2 separate regions of the Xenopus tropicalis genome follow, and region 1 is linked to region 2. The links are chromatin contacts, called in public Hi-C maps. All regions are on one chromosome and are shown on one strand. Each heading gives the region's core, a stretch centred on a gene start, on an enhancer-like site or on the middle of the called end of the contact. The rest is flanking DNA. Distances are from core to core; before and after follow the strand shown.

The links. A called contact is a pair of places that touch in the nucleus more often than the background predicts.
Region 1: a Hi-C map of brain shows a contact between it and region 2, with 3 times the contacts expected there. The contact joins the promoter of MGC147302 here to the promoter of taf1b in region 2. A contact is called at or near these places in 2 of 5 Hi-C or Micro-C datasets (brain and neurula embryo).

Annotation. Positions count from the first base shown.
Region 1 is chr5:138,160,958-138,163,657 of UCB_Xtro_10.0, reverse strand. It overlaps MGC147302, which reads left to right and starts at 1,383. Exons shown (of 3, transcript NM_001078942.1): 1 at 1,383-2,052. The coding sequence starts at 1,606.
Region 2 is chr5:138,009,487-138,012,186 of UCB_Xtro_10.0, reverse strand. taf1b (TATA box-binding protein-associated factor RNA polymerase I subunit B) reads right to left here and starts at 1,320. Exons shown (of 15, transcript XM_002938888.5): 1 at 1,138-1,320. The coding sequence starts at 1,155.

The DNA of each region.
Region 1 (2,700 bases), core at 134-2,633, 150 kb before region 2:
GGCTAGGGTCGCCCTAGGCTGGTATAGATGCCCAAACCATAATGTGTAGCATTTCTAGCCTAATTCTTGGTTAACCCTTAGTTCCCCTTTAAAAATATCCATCTGACCAACGTAAATTTCATTAGACAGGAGATACTGTTTAGATCTCATGGTATAATTCATTGAGCCAATGTGTCAAAGGACTTATTTGCCTCAGGCTTTGATAAACGGCTGATGTCCAGAAGCCAAATGCAAATTTGTATGCATTCGATCATCATAATTCAAGTGACAGTTTATTGCTTAGTAAATAGGCCCTGGGGGTGTTGTGACGTCATCAGAATAACACACAGGACCTGTGCTGATACAAAGACTGTCAGAGGAGATAGGAACGCCATAAAAGCCCCTAAATAAGAATACTAATTGAATGTACAAAGAAAGCAGTAAAGTCATTGTGAGAATGAGGGTCACTGCCTGGTGTTGCATCTTAAATCATTCTCCCAAAGAGCTTTCACCACTATAGGGCCCTTGTGATGGCTGCAAGTGTTTTGTTGTTTTGGTGAGTGTTGTTGGCCACACACAGGTGGGATTACTTTGTCCCTACTTTGGGACATCCCACCTATCGATCTATGGGTCAGTTTATAACTACATAAATATACAGGCCCTGTCATCTCATGAATAAACAGGGGGGGGTTCCAGGTGTTACAGTGTACAGTATCTTTAAATATATGGGCCTTATCATATCATGAACGGACAAGAGTATAACATTGGGTGTATTTTAAGATGTACAGTCCCCATCAACTAATGAATGGGCAGTGAAGTGACAATAGGCATATCATCATCAAATGGCCAGGTCCCATCCTTTCATAGAGGGACAGTGATGTGAGAGTAAGGATAATAGTACAGTAGCAGTGGCAATAGTAGTGCAATAGTAGTGCCTAAGCCAGTGCCGCTGATGTTAAAGTGCAACTCTCAGCACCTGCAACAGCAGAAAACTGCCCATGGTTACTGGGAGTTGTAGCTTAACAGCATTGGAACACCCACCAAAACCTGTTTCGCCTCACTGCCCACCACTACTAAATATTTGTCTGCTTATGTGTGTGGCTACATTAAGGACTTGGTTTGTAATGGTTTGGCGTATTTGCTGTACACTCAGCTCTGGTATAAATCCACAGGTTACACCCAATTTCCGTTCCATTTTAATTTCAGAGTCTTAGGTTTCATATGCGCCTTTCTGCATACTGCTGGCTCTTTCCTCTGCTCTGCCTATTGGCCCTGATCTGAATGACACTCCTCTGGCCGAGCTAGCATTTCCCTGCTGCAGCTGCACTCACGCCAGTGTGAGGGACTTGCTTTTAATGTTTAACTGTAAGAGGGTATGAAAGGGAGAGTGAGGGAGGCAGGGGGAAGTGCGGCTGGGGATGAAAGAGGTGAAAGCCAAGCACTTTCTGAAAGGTAACTCTATGGGGCTGGTGCATTGCTCTTTGTACATTGCCAGAGAAGTTTGCAAGTTGGGCTTCAGGTAATGTTTGGTGGCATGAGTACTGGCACTCGGACAGACATACAGCCAGGACATGCCATTGACTCTTAAAAAGTTACTCAAAAAGCCACCGGAGTGTACAGTCTGTTATGGGCAGTGGCTGCAGCCGGGGCAGTAGCAGTGTACTTATTGTCAGCAGTCAGCAGCCCAGATCTCCATCCAAGAGAGAGCCTTCAGCCCAGGAAGAAACCATCGCCTGCCAGACACGGGATGAACCTGTAGCACCCACTAAACAGGGCAAGGAGCCTGAGAGAGGCCGACCGAGACCAAAGGACATAGATGAAGATCTTCAGCTGCTTGATGAGTTATTGGAAGAGTCCCAGGACTGCTTGTCTGATAAAGATCCAAAACTCAAGGCACAGGCTCTGGAATCCAGATGCCACATCACAAGCCCTCAGTCACAACCGCAAGTCTGCGGAAAGAAACCCCACAATCCTGAGACAACATTGGCAATACAGGGACAGCCACAGCTGCAACTGACCTCTTCCCTGCCCAACAATATCCATTACAGACAACAGGAGAACAACAGCAAAACAGTAAGTGGAGTGTGTTGCATTATGGATAACACTGTCTTAGTAATAAAGGAATTGTTGGGATGCAGGAATGTTATTTGTGCCCTGCATACACGCACAGATTCTGTAGTACATACCCTTGCGGCATGTTGTGTGTGTGTGTGTATATATGTATATATACTTTATATATATATATTGGAAACAGGCAGTACCACTGGTGGTCACAATTAGGGTCAATGGATGGACTATAAATACACATGGGAAAACTGTAACCCAAAGCAACCAATGAGATGTTTGTTTTCACTATTCAAACAGTAACTGTTGTTGGGATATTTGGGGAAAGCACTCTTTCACAAAAGTAAATTGGACTCCTAAAATAATACAATAAGAAGAAGTCCTAAGTATTTACCAAGGAGTAATTCATTATGGAGTTGCCATGTGATAATTTTCAGTTCATTCCACCCCATGACACCATAGGTGAAATCGGTCTCAGCCATTGGTTTGGTTCTGTGCTCTTTGATTTGTGGGTATTCTAAGATCCCTAGCCAATTAGTCAGGATTCGCATGGAAAATCTCCTCTTGATCTGACTGTGTGTTCTGACCATGTGTTCATGGGTACCAACATCCATTTAGTAGTAATTAAAAGGAAAAAGAGATTGCTCATTCTTTCAG
Region 2 (2,700 bases), core at 71-2,570:
TAATATAAGGCAGCTGGATAGAACTGCTAATGTTTTAAAAAAGAGCAAACAAAAAGGTAGTTATTACCAAACTGACCTCCAAAAAGCTATGGTTTGCCAGGTTAGCATACGTGAATTTGATTGTTTACAGTGTAACCCTTTTGAAATAAAAAATAACAAAAACGGTATAACGGTGATACCTTTATTGGCTAACTAAGATAACCATAGCAAGCTTTCAGAGGTAATCAGCTTGACAAAGGAACTAGAACAGGGGTCGGGAACCTTTTTGGCCGAGAAAGCCATAAACACCACATATTTTAAAATGTAATTCCGTGAGAGCCGTACAATATGTTTGGCCGCGGATGCTGCGGGACAAGGTAGGGTGGGTCCCAATGATACCGGATGCGATGCGGAGGAGGGTGTGGCCTGCGCTCGGCAGATAGAAGACGTGTTCTAAGGCTTAGAACACGTCTATCTGCCGAGCACAGGCCACACCCCCGTTTGTTTTTTTTATTAAAGATTTGGCAGTGAGCCAGATGCAGCCATCAAAAGAGCCCCATCTGGCTCCCGAGCCATAGGTTCCCTACCCCTGAACTAGAATGTTCTGAAAGCTTGCTATAGTTATCTTAGTTAGCCAATAAATGTATCACCTTTATACCACTTTTGTTATTTTTTTATTTCAAAAGGGTTATTCTGTAAACATTTTGACTGACTAACACGGTACATCACCTTTTCGTGAATATGAGTGTGACGCACTATTGTACAAAGTTTGCTGCATGCACTGTAATCCACAAAACCAATTAGCAGATGGCATTTGTTTAATGAAAGCACATCGCTTTTTGGTTGTTAAGGAGTCTAAAGTAAACTTGGCACCTTATTACATATCCAACTGAAAATTAATATAGCATTTCCCATGAGTTACTTCCCCACATGAGGCTATTCCCAAACTATCGCTCTTCTCAATATAGCCATGCATGAAATGCCTCAGCACATCCAATACCCATTAAAGCTTTATACACTTCCACTGCATTTGACACCACACGTAGAAGAAACTCGAGTGGGATGAAAACCCTAATAGAACCAACGCGACTTCTCCTACAACTACGACACGTGACTCGCCGAGCGTCGCCGGGCATGACGTCACACGCCCTTACTCACAGCGTCTTCCTCCTCCATAGTGCGTTACGTGTCCGGGGTCCGCGCTATGAAGGGAAGCTCCGCTAATGGTCAAATTTTGGTGCCGGCGGCGCCGGTAAACTCGCGGTTACAGGACTGTGGATTTTTGTGGCGTCGCGTAGTTTTCGCGTCACTTCCTTTGCCATTTCCTGGCCGCTACTAATAGTCACGTGGTCTGCATGAACCCATCGATTTTGTACCTACACAGTAGAATGTTCCAGCTTTAATGCTGAAAAGCTCTGCACTGTAAAGAGATAATGCCATGGGGTTCAGACGTATTCAGGGTCAGGGAGACATTAAGGAAAGGTTCAGTGTAAATATAAAACTGGGTGAATAGGCTTTGCAAAATAAAGCATGTTTTTAGTATTATTAGCCAGAAATCCTAGTATTATTAGCCAGAAACCTATAAAGGCTGGCAACGGATGTCTTATGTAATAGCCAATAACACTGGATAAATCATGATGTCTTCTACAGCAGGAATTGTTAATCTCAGAGGAAAGTCTTACACTTCGGGGTATATTTATTATGCTGTGTAAAAAGTGGAGTAAAACATCACCGGTGATGTTGTTCATAGCAGCCGATCATATGCTTTGCTTTGGTTTTCTAACTGTTGAAACCTAATTGCTGATTGGTTGCCCTGAGCAACATCACTGGTAATGTTTCACTCCACTTTTTACACAGCATGATAAATATACCCCTAAGTGTGCAATTCTGGCAACAACCAAGTAGACCTGTGCTCCATGCAAGGGTTTATCTCTGGAATCCCAGGCACCTTCTTCAACCCACAGTTGCCCCTCCAGTGCGCCAACCTGCATACCAGGTCCTCTCTGTTTAGGCCCCCAAAGGCCACGGTCTGCTCTCCCTATAGCTGTGCCACGTCTCTCCTCTTTAATCAACCGTCATCTGCCTTTTCTATAGAACAGTTGAAAACCCTTAAAGGTATTTTTCTCCCTGAAATCTTCATTGGAAATCTTACAGAGAGACATCAGCTTTATACCCCTCAGACTTGGCTAACAGGGTAAATAGCACCGTCAAGGACATCTGGACAAAAGATACAATTTTTCTGCAGTTTATCATGTTTCTGGTAACATCAAGACATGATTTACAAAACTTTGTTATGGTAATTTGCACTTTCTGTTGTGCACCCAATATTTTATATTTTATATATTGGGTACGCTTGATAAAGGGTATTGACCCGAAACATGTCGTGTTACCACTACCCACAATAAATGTTTTGCAGTAAACCTGCTGAAGCTTTTTTCCTATTTTTTGGATTGGAACAAAATCACTTATTAACATTGCGCAAAGCTGGTTCCGTCTTAAACCTCTTATGTGGTTGATGGAAAAGGTGGCTCTACAAAATTTTACATTGAGGAGACTGAATACCTATTCAAACAGCACATTTCAAAAATTTCTCTTGAGATTTTTTCTAACACATAGTAACACAGTAATAGGTCAACAGAAAACACTTGTCCATTGAGTCCATCATTTTGGTCTAATGAATGCTGCCTAACTGCTAGGTAATCCAGAGAAAAGTGAAAAAAA